Linked DNA regions of Mus musculus: region 2 is linked to region 1. A link is a contact called in public Hi-C data. All regions are on one chromosome and are shown on one strand. The core of a region is the stretch at or near the end of the contact, and the rest is flanking DNA. Distances in the headings are between cores, read along the strand shown. Region 1 holds the start of Micalcl (MICAL C-terminal like). Region 2 overlaps Mical2 (microtubule associated monooxygenase, calponin and LIM domain containing 2).

Region 1 (6,645 bases), core at 1,008-3,507:
CTGACTGAGCGCCCTGACACTGGTGGTACTCAACTGTTGGGATGGCTTTAGCACCCAGGAGGACTGGCCTGAGAGGGATCCTAGCGCTTGTTGTGGGGAGACTCCTGGAAACCTTAGTTCTCTCTGTCCTCTCAGGTTTGACACCTGAAGGAGCTCAGATGATTCAGGTGTCATCTTAGCTTGTTCCCAGGTATGCAGGCCTGGTCTGGCTCCAAAGGTGGCCCTTGGCCCAGGTAGACACAGGAGAAGTGGTGAGTCTGGGGGTTGGTGGGAAGTGACTCATTGGCCAGGAATCAAGCTGACTCGGAAGGAGGAAGAGCAGAAGCCCAAGGCCGTGTTGGGTCAGCCTGGGCAGATGGAGGTGGGAGAGAGAACATGCAGACTAGGGGAGGCAGAAGAGGGTGATGGGGTCAGAGCAGGGTGGACCCTCAGCTTCTCACTCAAGGGTCCTGGAGGAATTCTGTTTGCTGTGTGACTGTGTGTGCATGGTCACTGTAGACACTGTTCCTCTTGTGGGAGCTCTGAAACTCACCCGGGGCCAAGATCTGGAGAAGAAATAAACTCTCTCTCTCTCTCTCTCTCTCTCTCTCTCTCTCTCACACACACACACACACACACACACACACACACACACACTTATATTCTAGTGCAAGCTGCTATCTTCTTGCCTTGGTCACAATGGCATAGAACCAAAAGCAGAGGTGGGGTGGGGTTGGGATCTAGTCCAGTTTCTGGGACAGAACCAAGCACCCGTCTCTCAGTTTCCCTTTCTCATTTCAAACTTGGAGCTCATAGCTGCTACAGCTCTGTGAAACTACAGAATCTTAAGGTGCTGGGATTTCCGAGTAGAGGGAGAGGAATGGAGAGTTCCCAAATCCCTCGGCAATGATTACAGCCAGCAGTGGAAATCAAGTCAAGCTAACAGTTTTCCTTGCCCTTGGATTCCAGGCTAGGCCAGAGAAGATACCATGTAAGGAATGAGCGAGACTGCCCTCCCCCACCCCTCCCCCTGCCCATGACTCACTGGACTGGAATCTTCTTCTCCAGTTCTGGTATTTGCTTGGAGTTGGAGACTGGAGGCTATGGGCCCGCTGCAGAGCTGAGGAGGGAGTAAGAGACCATTAGCTGTGTAGGGGAGGAATTTGTCTCCCATGGCTTACTCACCAAAAGTTAGCAGGAAGATGCTTAGGATGGGCGGAGACACTTCTTATCATAGTGTACTTCTCTGACCCCCCTCCCATTATTCATTAATTCATTCATTCATTTACTCACTCACTCATTCATACACACGTCCATAAAATAATTATATAGGAGGCTGGGGAGATGGTTTGATTCCCTGCAACCCAGATGAAATGCTGGGAGCAGGAAGGAAAGCCTTCCCCAGGAAAGGGCACATTAATGAGTTGCCCAGTGCTAACTGGTCAGGCCTGGAGACACATACTAGTAACACTATATAAACAAGACAGGTTATTTTTAGAAATATATCTGTATGATACAAATACATATATGCATGCAATAGCAATTAAGGAAAAAGGCCATGATTTCAAGTAGAGGAGGGAGAACTGTCTAGGAGAGTCTGGAGGGAGGGAAAGAAAAGGAGAAATGTTGTAATTAGATTCCAATCTCAAAAAGTAACCTGGCTGTAGAGGCATGTGTCTGTAATGGCGGTAGTCCTACAGTGAGATGGGAGAATAGAAACATCAGGAGAGACCCTGCCCCAATAAAGTAGAAAGTGAGAACTGACTCCTGGAAGTTGGGTTCCTGCGGAAGCACTTTTGCAGGGCCCTGTGTGCTTCCCCTCTGCCTGGCTGGGCCTTGAGCACAGGCACTGGCCGCCCCGAACCTCAGAACAGATGTGGCATCCAGCTGCATCCTGTTCCTGTGCAGGGCTCTCAGGCACGGGCCCCCGTGCTTCCATCATAGAGAAAGGAGGGGCGTGAGCGCACATGTGAGGGGCAGAAGGTAGAACTGGGAGGTATGGGGGAGGAAGAGACCCCCAGGAGGGGTCTGGGTGTGGGAGAATGAACAGGGAAGGTTCGAACACAGAACTCTTTGGATCCAACACCTCTCCAGTGAATGTTCTCTCACCTCACTTAGACATCAGCCCACCCCTGTGAGATCCCACCCCTGTGAGATCCCACCCCTGTGAGCTGACTTGAGCACTGCCATGCCAGCCACTACCTGGGTTTCCTTTCTCAGGACCAGAACCTTCAGCTCCTTAGGGTCTCTGCTTTAACCTCAGTGGGATAGTGGAACTGATGGCTCAAGTGCCCCACTGGTGGTAATAGGCCACGTAGGCATAGTTTCACCATAGTGAGGTCATAATATAATAAGAGTCCTAGGTCAGAGGCCCGGCTCCATGGGTTCTGTGAAGCTTGGGTCGAGACATGTCCCAGGAGGCTCAGGTATTTGAATGCTTGGGCACTGAGAGGGCTGGACTCGGAGAATGTATAGCCTCACCCTTCTTCCCGTTCACTTTCTGCTTTGTGTTTGCTATTGGAGAGGTGAGCTCCCAGCTTCTTGCTCTGGCCGCCACCGCTGCTTGCCGCCTGCTGTCAGGCCTCCGTGCCATGCTGGACTCTCATCCCTCTGGAACCGTAAGCCCAAATAAATCCATCCTTTTCTAAGTTTGTCCTGGCCATGGTGTTTTACCCATATGTCAAGCTTTTCCCAGAGAAAGTGAGCAGACGCCATTGTGAAAATGCAGGTTAAGTATTTTAAACACCACAAAGCAAGCATTTGAGCCCATCTCTGGAGTGCTGATGTGAGCTCTGGGTTTAATAGACAAAGATCTGGGTCAGGAGGCAAGAGAACAAAGTCCAGGTGGGGCTGGTTAATCAGTGTTTTGTTCTGGCTCTGCACAGTGACTAGAAGAAACATCTTAGTGCTTGAGAGAACAGGCCACGCCCTTCTCATGATCATGGAGGCTGGGGGTGGGCTGTGTGCGATCTCATCACCGTGACCGTTTGCCATGCTCTGCTGCTCTGAAATCTAAGGAGTGACTGTAGGTTAGAACAGTGACTGGAAACCTGTAGACTTCTTTGGGGGCCTGGAACAGGACTCTATAAGGGCTAAAAGTAAGCCAGGATCACTCTCTTCTTTATGCCTTCAACCTTGGCAGGTGGGAGAGATGGGGCGGGTATCACTTAGTTCAACACAGACGCTTCTGAAGTGATTGACACTCAGGAGTCTGGCCCAAAGCTTGGACAAAGACAGAAGCAAATTCAGGTAGAAAGGCCGGGTTTCCTTGCTCTGTATCAGCCTGTGGGCCCAAGTGAGCAGCAGCATTGGTCTCCTAATTTTGAGATTATAATATAAGCACATCATCTCTCCCTTCCCTTTCCGCCCTCTGGACTGTCCCATGTTCCTGTCCTTGCTCTCTTTCAAATTCATGGCCTCGGTTTTCCCCCAATAATTGTTGTTACACACACACACACACACACACACACACACATTCCTAAATATAACCTGCTCTGTTTGTATATTACTCGTATGTGTGTTTTCAGGGCAATGGGGTCTTGTGTTCTTCCCACTCTTTCTTCCCCTCTCAGCACGCCTTAGTTGACTCCAGTTCTTTGTGTAGGGTTGAGTCCACATGGGCTTTCCCCCCACCCACGTTGGCATGTGGATGTCCTAACTCGGCTTCCGTTTAGGTAGTCATGTTGGTGAGACTTCATGGATGTAGCATCTGACATGACTAGGAAACACAATCTCATTGAAAACATCCCAGTTCTCTGGATCTTACAATCTTCCTGCTCCCTCTGGATTCAGCACTTTTCAGCAAAAGAATCTGTCTGTCTGTCTGTCTGTCTCTTTCTGACTCTGTCTCTGTCTCTCCCCCCGCCCCTTTTTTCTTTCTCTTCCTTTGTGTTTGATATGGTCTCACTATGTAGCGCTGGCTGGCCTGTATCTTGCTGTGTAGACCAGGATGACCTCAGGCTAGCAGCAACCCTCCACCCTCTGCTTATCAAGTGCTGAGAATACAGGTTTGCATACCCACATCGGGCAAAAGAAATGTCTAAGTAACGTTTACAGCAATGGTTTATTGAGCAGTGTCAAACAGCACAAAGCTTAGCTGAGTCCCTTCTCTCAAGCTTGCACTCTGTGTGTACTACTACATAGTAGTATGTTTGCATGTAGGTTTTATGTTCGTTTTTAAAAATGTGTATGAGTATTTGCTTGTATGTATGCCTGTGTACCATGTGCATGCCTGGTGCCCTCAGAGTCCAGAAGATGTGTCATAGTCCCTGGAGCTGGCAGTACAGGCAGTTGTGAGCCACCATCTGAGGGCTGGATCCTCTGCAAGTGCTCTTACCTTCCGAGCTATCTCTCTGGCCCTACTCTGTGTTATTTTAAAGGATCACTGTTGGAGCTCACAGTGCACAACCTGTTTTGGGGAAAGGCGTAGAGGGCAGGAATTTAGCCAGATGTCATTGATCTGATTTCATTGTTGCATACTAGCAATGTTCTTCCTTCTCTATAGCTGTTGTCAAATGACCACTCAAAGATGAAGAAGAACTGACTTGTTTAGGCTGGCACAACTTGGGGACAGATTGCCCTCCTTAGTTGTACTGATTTCTGTCCACGAACTCCATGAATTAGATATATTCGCTTAGTGGCTTGGGCAGGTGCTGGAGCCACTTCATTCACACACACCAGCAAGCTGCCCTGCTGTGCTGCCTAAAGCGCAGGCATGCTGACCTGCATCGATGCACTTGGGATTCTTGTGCCAGTGCAGACACTTGATCTTGCTCTAGCCCACGGAGCCTGGCTCTGGGATGGTAGAGATTTAGGACCATGCCTTTGACGTAAGATTAATAGACACCACTGAACTGGGTTCTCATGCTTTGGATTTTAAGTGTCCCTAAAGGGCTAGCGTGTGAAAAGCTTGGTCCTTAGCCTGTGATGCTGGGGAAGGCGGTGGGAGCTTTAGGAGGCGGGGTCTAGGGCAGGGAAGCTGGGTCACTGGGCTTGGAGCTTTGAAGGACCTTGAGGATCTTTGCCCCTTTCTGGTTTTCTTTTCACTGCTGAGATGCCACCAGGTGAGCAGTTTTCTCCACCATGGTGTGCTGCCCCACCACAGGCTCAAAGGCACCTGGGCCAGGAGACCACAGAGACTGACATCCCACCACGGCAAGCCAGAGTCTTGCCTGCTTGTAAGTTGTCTATCTCAGTGTTCCCCCTGCTCCCTGTCCCCAGCAGTGGAACGCTGATCAAGACACAGAGAGTTTAAGGGAATGTTTTCTAGTTTCTGTGACACAAGGATTTAAGTTGCATCACATCCTCATCTTGGGAGGGTTCTAGGTTGAAGAACTAGGAGAGTATGGAAGGTTCCTTGGCATGCCAAGGCAGACCTAGAAATCTCTTGTTAAGCTAAAGGACTATCAAAGCCGTTATCTTTTCACATTTACTCATGTGTTATAAAAGGGTAAAACTGACTTTGAACTTTGAACTTTATACTTTGTTGAGACTGTCATAGACTATGGGGACTTTTGAAGTTAGACTAAATGTATTTTTTATTATGGTATGGCGAGGTATGGGCTCCACAGACTCATGTGTTTGAACAAGCCTATGGGGGTCAGGGGGTGGAATGTAGTGGTTTGAGTATGGTTGGCCCATGGGAAGTGGTATTATTAGGAGGTGTGGCCTTGTTGGGGGAAGTGCATCACTGTGGGGGTGGGCTTTGAGGTCCTGTGCTCAAGCTCCACCCAGTGTGGAGAGACCCTCCTCCTGGCAGCCTGTAGAAGAGTCTCCTGCTGCTGCCTTTGAAGCAAGATGTAGAATACTCAGCTCTCTCTAGAGCACCATGTCTGCCTGGACACCGCCATGATGATGGACTGAACTGCTGAGATTGGAAGTTAGCCCCAGTTAAATGTTTTCTTTTATAAGAAAAAAAGGGTGGAGTAAAACCAGAGACAACCAATAAAAAATAAAAAAATATGCCTAGAAAGATGGAGAGAGGGTTTGTCTCCCTTTGGGGTTGTTGTGGATAACACTGCTGTGATCACAGCTATATAAATCAGGAGTCTTACAAACAATACCTAGCTCTTACCCGGGTTCCTCTGAATTTACCGGGAGGCAGTGATGCAGTAAGCATATTAGCTGGTGGACCTCCATGAGATCCACTAGCTAGGTTTATCCTGTGCTGTTTGGGAAAGTGAGGCGTCATCACTCTGACGCCTGGAACTGCAGACTGTCTAAAGGAGGAAAGACTTACTAGCCAGCAGGATTTTAGCGAGTTCAGTCCATAGCTAGCTAGGTCTATCGCTATTGGTGTGCAGTGCCACAGAGCATCATATAGTGGATCGAACAGTCCCACCCGAAAGCAGGGAAAGTGGGAGGAAGAGTCTGGGGTTAAGATGCGCCTATGAGAGACACCCACAGTGACCTACTTGCCCCAACCAGGTCCCACAGTCTCATGGGCCTTTCAGCTATGGCCTCATTGACAAGTTATCACCACTCATGATTTAATTAACCGTCAATAGCTAGGGATCAAGCCTGCAACACACAAGCATTTGGCATGGGTTGAGGGTTGAGGACAGACACGTCATATCTACATTGTAGCATCTCTGTATGTAATGTTACATCTGCACTGGGGCTTGTCTGCCGATCATCATGACGACTGCTAAAAACTGAATCAACAAA
Region 2 (7,178 bases), core at 2,862-5,361, 42 kb after region 1:
TCTCAGGATGACACAGAAGTGTGTCTTTGGAGCCAAGTGGGATTATGTAGCTCCTGGCTGGACTATACTGTGCTTTAGTTTCAGCTCCCTGAAGAACCCCCGAGGAGACCCATTCTGCTCCTGCCTAGAGCTGCCCCAGACTGCAATGCTTATGAGAAGCCCTCATAGAGTTTGGTATGAGGGAGCAGCTGCAGGCTTAGGAGGGGAGAAGCCCGCGCCAGCCGGGGCAGACTGCCATAGCTGGGGCTTCTGCAGCTGTAGGCACATATTCGCTGGCCTCCAGGAGGCTGCTAGAGCCCTGGCAATGAACTCAGTGCAGAGCATCCCTCTGTGCATGACTCCAGCGACAGCTGGAGACACAAGAGGAGGCTGGGTGAAGCTAGCAGAGATGTGTCCTAGAGACAGCTTGCTGAAGAAGAAGGAGGATTTCGCAAGTATACTCCCACTCCCACCTCCAGGGCTTCACTACTACTCTTTCAGTTCCTGCTATGCAAACACCTTCTTTTTCTACCAGTCTCTGAGTAAGTAGGTGGTCTGGAGGAAGCTGTACTTCTCAGGCTAAGGCAAGCTTTCTGGCATCAGCTTAGTATTGCTGTTTTGAGAGCTGAGGTTGAGGCATAGCTTTGGCTCACCAATCGGTGCCTCCCTGACTGGGAGGGGTGGGGTGTAAGGGCACAAGAATTTGGCTCGCTTTCACCTTTAAGGCACCCAGAGCCTTGCAATTGACCAGCAGTCCCTGCTTGCAGTGACTCTCAGGAGGCTCACAGTCTACTTAGAAATTAGCTAAGCACGCATGTATCCACAAGCCACATGCATCCCAGGATAACTACAAACATGACCAAGCATATCCATGCATGACAGTGTCACATCCCAAAGTCAAAAGACTAGATACCCTTGACTAAGGTTGTTCCCTTTGATTTAACGTTACTTTGTTTAGACTCAAGGTTTCACTATGTAGCTCTGGCTGACCTGGACCTCACTGTAAAGACCAGGCTGGCCACAAGCTCACAGGGATTCACCTGCCTCTGCCTCCTGAGTGCTGGGATTAAAGGCATGTGTCACCACAGTCAGACCTACTAAGATCTCAATGGGGCATGCTTTTGACTTGAGTTTATTTTTCTGTCTCCATTTTCCTTTGTCATAATGTGTCTACCTTCTAAAACCTGTGCATTTGGGTCTCTAAGGCACAAGCTCAAATTTATCAATGGCTTAAAGAGTGAATTTCTTCTTATACTACAGAAAAGCTTCTAGGGCTGGTCCAGGTCGGCTAGACACTCAGCCCTGGTTCCCGAAGACTCCGAAAGCCCCTGGTTTACCTGTGGTAAATCCCCGTGTCCAAACATGGAGGCCAGGTGAGCTGCCTTCTCTTTAATGTTCTTTGTGTGAAATTCCCTGTTAGCCAAGTTCTGGGCCCTCTTCTGCAGTCAAGGTGAGAAAGGAGAAGGATAGAGACAGTGGCCATGACGGTTGCCACCAAGGGAGAGGGGAAGGAGTGAGCCAGGTTTGTCTCCTCACACACAGAAGGGAGGGACCCGGCTGAGGAGCAGGTGGGATGGGACATGGACACAGGCAGGCAGAGAGGACGGTCACCTGAAGCACCTTTTCTTCTACTTGCTGTAGGCGCCGCAGCACCCCGGACAGGGCCAGTGCCCCTTGGCAGGTGCGAGGCAGGGTAGCGAGATTTTCAACCCCACCCAGTTGCAGGTCTGACTTGGCCCTGGCTCTCCAGGGTCTGCTGGGGCACTCGCCACTAGCCGGTACTTGGTTGAGTTCTCTGAGCACCTGTCCTGTTGCCACCGTGGAGGAGAACTGAGAGAGAGGGGGAAGTCAGCTTCTTTCCCTGTATAGACCCCACCTCCATGAGGAACCACATGAGACAGAGACAGAGGGCATGGCAGCAGGTGCCACCTTGAGAAAGGTCACAGAGTAGCCTGAGTGGAGGAGGAACTTCTACACTTGTGTTGGTATCTCCAGCACCCTGATCAGCAGTACTCAGTCCTGGGCCTAAGAGCCCTTACCCCAGACAAACCTCTATAACTTCAGTTCCCATGAGTATCTGTATTCTGAGACTGTCTAGGATGCTAAGGAAGGCCTGGCCCATCCCTGTAGAGACTGTGATTGATCTAAGTATGCATGAGCATTTCTCACCCTCAGAGGACTGGCAAGCACACAGAGACATCATTGCTGCATTAGTCCTCACTGACTGCTGTCCTCCTCTGCTATGAGAGCAACACACCAGACCCAGTGCTGACCAGGTGACCCTGGGATGCGTGGGTCCTCATCCTGACTCCGACCAGATTCCAAAGCCAGAGATGGGATAAGCCACAGTTTCTTCACGTAGGCTCTGGCTGCTCAGACATCCGGAAAGGCTTTCACCATGCCTCAGCCTCAGCTCTTCAGTGGATGTACCCATGAGGCCTCCCTGATTCAACTCCACTATTACTTTTTCAGTAACTTGGAGACCAGCTTCTTCACTAGCTCTCTATACTAAGCCATGACATGGGATTCCCCATAGTGCCACATGGACTTGCTTACTTTCCCTCCGAAGCAACAGCATCAAGAGTGAGTATGGATGGCTGGGTAACACCTGTGATGGTCTGAGGGACCAGTGGCATATACTTCAGGTGGACCTATGTGGTTGTTCTTATCCTTAAGGGCAGCCATCTTATCCAGGGGGGATTTTTACATTCAGCCATATTTGGGGGCTAGAAGGAGCAGTTGATCCCACCCCTTGGCTCAAAGTCCCCTCCCTCTGGTTTTACCAAAATAGTATCCACTGGAAAGAGCCCTACCTGCCTTTTCAGAGGAGGTGGAAGCCTGGGAGTGGACTCCTCCAGCTTGGGGCAGCAAGAGGTGCCAGGAGGGCGAGAGGCAGAGCACAGGACAGGCTTACCTATGCCTGAGACCCGGCGGCAGTCCTGGGAGGAGAGAGGCAGGTCCACAGAGGCGGCCCCAGGAGACAGGAAAGAAAAGACAAGTAAGACCCAGGCATGCAGAGGGAGCACAGGAGAAACAGGGAGGAGACGCGGTGTGAGGAACAGAGATGCGGCTGGCGAGGTTCCTGCAAGCCTGGCCCAGCTGGGAAACTGGATCCCTGGCTCTGAAAGCACGGGGATGGACAAGTCCTGTAGTCCCCTGCTCTGGGACGATGTGTGAATCCCACAGGCCTTGCTTTTGGCTCAAACTCAGGGCTCTGGGCCATCATTGCCAGCCTACACCCAGCTAGGTTGTCTAGTACAGTCCTCCCAGAAACAGAGAGCTCCTTGCCCACTCCAGGACAGCAATGCCCAGGCCACATGGACAGAGCCCTCCCTAACACTGGGGCTTAGAGGAAGTCAGGACTCCAGAAGGGACCTGGAAACTATGCTTAGACAAAGACAGGACTCAAGAAAATTGTCCTTTTGTAACAAAGCTACTTCCTGGGGCAGGTTAGTTATTCAGGAGAGGTGTGGCTTAGCCCAAGACCAAGGAGCCATTTATGCTTGCCTCTAAAGTTAACCAGTGAAGAGACTGTCCCCCCACAAAATGAGCCAATTTCTGTCATGGGTTTGGTGTCTTCCATACACAAAGGGAGTCTGACCCCAGAGTTTTGTAATAATGACAATATATCATAAGGTGGCACCGTGTATCCAAGGCAAGTGTACTGGCTGGTTTTATGTGTCAACTTGACACAGATGGAGTTATCACAGAGAAAGGAGCTTCAGTTGGGGAAATGTCTCCATGAGATCCAGCTGTAAGGCATTTTCTCAATTAGTGATCAAGGGGGAAAGGCCCCTTGTGGGTGGTACCATCCCTGGGCTGGTAGTCCTGGTTCTATAAGAGAGCAGGCTGAGCAAGCCAGGGGAAGTAAGCCAGTAAGGAACATCCCTCCATGGCCTCTGCATCAGCTCCTGCTTCCTGACCTGCTTGAGTTTCAGTGCTGACTTCCTTGGTGATAAACAGCGATGTGGAAAATGTAAGCTGAATAAACCCCTTCCTTCCCAACTTGCTTCTTGGTCATGATGTTTTGTCCAGGAATAGAAACCCTGACTAAGACAGCAAGTGAAGAGAGTAACGAAGCTATGAGCACAGACCTCAAGTGAGTGAGTCAGAGAGGACTCAGCAGTCTGAGGCACAGCAGACAGCCTGCCCTCTCGGGGCACAGCACCCTGTCAGGGTCTGCTGGGGCACGGGGAGGGGAGAGACACCAGGGAACACTGAAGAGATTGGTCAAGTCATTGTTGTTATCTTAGTCACCAACCCTGGTTGGGGAGTGTCACTTCACCATGGACTGAGGTAGTGCTCTCCCACAGTCTCTCAGTTCGATTGTCCCATCTCACATTGGCAACAGATCATGGTTTGAATGCAAAACCAAAATAGAAAATGGATTTAATTACTGCAAGATGAGCACTAGCAAACTGCCTCATGGGTCCAATCGTGGGGCCTGTTGGTGTAAATTGGCTTGGCTGGAATGCCACCACACTTACTTGTTGAGTATCCACTATGGAAGACTAAATGTTCTAGCAGGACAGTGTGACTCCAAAGTAGAAAAGAGCTGCTACCTGTCCCCTGGGAAACGTCTGTTACTTCATAACCAGGAGGCTGAAGGGTTTTGTTTTGTTTTGTTGTTGTTGTTTGGTCAGACCCAGCCGGTGAACTTCAGTCGATCTCTAACCAGAAAGACTCTGCCACCAGAGGGTAGGTCCAGTGACCATGTGATAGCCTTACCTGTTTCACGACTGAAGGGTTCCGAGTGTTCTCCTCAAACTTGGCTAGCAGCTGATTGGCCATGTGCTTGACCTTGTTCTGACTGCCACTTTCTTTAGCATACTCTTGACTGGAGCCCAGGCTGCGGCTGGAGAAGGATGGCAGCTGCAGAGATCAAAGCAGCACATGGGAATCCAGGCGGTGTCAGAACATAGGGCCCCTCTGTGAGACCAAGCAACCGGGATGAGTCCTGGAACTGATGCTCACAGCACAATGTGTGTGTGTGTCTAAAGAGTGCCATGGCCAGCATGAACCCAGCCGTTCAAAGTTTGAACTCGGACTCTTTCCTTCCCAGCCCTGGGACCTTGGTGCTGGTCTTTGAATTTGTCCCATCTACAAAATGGGAGGAATGTCCTACTTCAAGAGGTTATTGCAGAAAAAAAAATCAGCTCTTATAGAGAAGTGTTACATAAAATAGTTTCCAAAATGCATCATTTGGCTGAGAAGTGTGAAGAGCAGGGGTGGGGGGGGGTGGGGGGGGATAGGGAGGGAGGGAGGGAGGGAGGGAGGGAGAGAGGTCAGCTGGGCTGTCATAAGCACAGGTTCAGCTAGGCTATAAGCACAAGCTTTAAGGCAATTTCTCTCTGCTGCTCTGTACTCCTGCTCCCAAGTTCACCCACAACTCCAACCTTTAAATAAAACACAAATCAGAAATAACTCTAGATTTACACAGAAGGTAAAAGAAGTACTCTTGCTCTCGAGCACCCTTTCTCCAGCTGCCTTTGATGGAGTTTCAGGAATAATGTTATCAGAGCTGGGGAGTGGACGCTGGCTTAATGCTGTGATCTGGACCAGGGGCTCTGTTTGGATTGTGTCAGCTTTTCCGTTCCCACCCATCTTCGGTTCCAGGCTCCTATCCAGGATCCTACGCATTTAGTCATCTTGTCTCCTTTGTCTCCTCCGATCTCTGGAGCGTCTTCCTTGGTGCTTATACCTCTGAGGGGCACTTGGCAGCTATTTTATAAAAAGATCCCCAGTCTGGGTTGGTCTGATGTGATCTTACATTTAGCCTGCACTGAAGGTGCTGCGGATTCATGGCACAGGGGTGAGGGGTGCTTTGCACCCATCCTATGAGAACTCATGATGGTAACAAGACTCTGAGGAGTGAAGAAGACCTTGTTACAATGGTTTATAAAACTGAGATCCTTCTCAGTCATCTGCTAATTAATAACATTTGAAATTGTCTAGTATTTCCTAATGTCTTTTCCTGGTCCGTGGGGATCTTTTCCCACACACCTCCAAACACAGAGGGGTGTTCTGTGCCAAGTGAGGATGGTCGGCCATCTCAAGGAGACCATGAATCTTCCCCACAGGAGCAGCGTCCTTGAGGTGGTAAAGATGCATTCATTCAGAGGCGACAAATGGGAAGATGCAAGCTAAAGTTGACTGCTCTTGAAATAAGATCCCAAAGAGAAACAACCTTGGGGAGCGACAATTGTATGCACATCACAGTCAAGTGTTGGATAGACACAAAATGGAGAGTCACTCCTCACTTTAGGGTAGGAAGTGTGTCTTGCACATGACTGTAGGCTCAAGGGCGAGGGGAGAGTTTACTGAATGAACACTGTTCGCACAAAATCAAAGTCAGCCAGTGCAGTGGGCTCCCACTCACTGATGTACCAATAACCTTTTCCCAAACCAGATTTGATTCATTGAGTCCAGGGCTGCATTTCTTTTTCATTTTTATTTAAAATAATCATTTGTGTGTGTACGTGTGGGTGTGTGTAATCATGTGTGTGTGTGTGTGTGTGTGTGTGTGTGTGTGTGTAGGACATGCACATGGGTGGCTGTGGAGACCCGGAGAGGGCATTGGATACCCTGGAGCTGCAGTTTTAGGCAGTTGAGAGCTACCTGATGTGGGTGCTGGGAACTACACTTGAGTCTCTGGAAGAGCAGTGAGCTCTCTTAACCTCTCAGTCATTCCTCCACTCCCTGAAGCCACAGTTTGATGGGATCACCCCCCAAATCTCTGAGAACACTTCAGATGGGGAGGGTGAACATGCTCAAGTTGTAAGATGTGACGAGGACTCCGGATTTCTTTCTCTCAGAAAATGAGGTAAAGAGTGGCAGCTGAGCTTTATCAGGGTGGGCTCCTGGCTTGACTGACAGCTTACTTGCTGAGAGGTGGGACGAGTCTGAGCCATGAAGATTAACGTTTTGCAAAATACAGCAATAAAGCCTCTTCAAGCACACAGAAGGGGCATGCCTCTTCTGAGTCCCGTGAATCCAGTATCAGCATAGCTTACAAATTATCCCATGTCCCTCTGAGTCAGCTCTGACGTTAGCTAGCAGGCTAACCAAAGCTGGCACCCATGCCTCCTTGACATATGCACACTTCCTATTGCAGAATTAGGATGGCTTTGACGAATGTAGCACAGGGCTGGGGAGATGGCTTCGTTGGTAAAGGGATTGGCACATAAACGTGAAGACTC

Evidence for each region. A called contact is a pair of places that touch in the nucleus more often than the background predicts.
Region 2: a contact with region 1 is called in a Hi-C map of the C2C12 cell line, with 2.3 times the contacts expected there. The contact joins the enhancer-like site here to the promoter of Micalcl in region 1. A contact is called at or near these places in 3 of 39 promoter capture datasets (macrophages, maxillary cranial neural crest and trophoblast stem cells), 2 of 15 datasets of contacts at CTCF or cohesin (both in the NIH/3T3 cell line), 23 of 484 Hi-C or Micro-C datasets (the C2C12 cell line, the HL-1 cell line, the N1E-115 cell line and 12 more), 4 of 115 datasets of contacts at active chromatin or transcription factors (embryonic fibroblasts, heart atrium, kidney and 1 more) and 3 of 9 other capture datasets (adipose tissue, liver and pancreatic islet).

Annotation. Positions count from the first base shown.
Region 1 is chr7:112,370,469-112,377,113 of GRCm38.p6, reverse strand. It overlaps Micalcl (MICAL C-terminal like), which reads right to left and starts at 2,257. Exons shown (of 10, transcript NM_001381862.1): 1 at 1,745-2,257; 2 at 1,025-1,099.
Region 2 is chr7:112,329,569-112,336,746 of GRCm38.p6, reverse strand. It overlaps Mical2 (microtubule associated monooxygenase, calponin and LIM domain containing 2), which reads right to left. Exons shown (of 26, transcript NM_001193305.1): 17 at 4,708-4,851; 18 at 2,793-2,918; 19 at 1,591-1,809; 20 at 1,317-1,418. Among named protein-coding and RNA genes, the nearest start is that of Micalcl, 42 kb to the left of the region's middle. Within about 2 kb of position 4,111, at least 40 of the 459 cell types and tissues checked have an H3K27ac peak or open chromatin away from gene starts, as enhancers often do. A contact at or near this core is called in the C2C12 cell line, the HL-1 cell line, the NIH/3T3 cell line and 3 more, where this site is marked.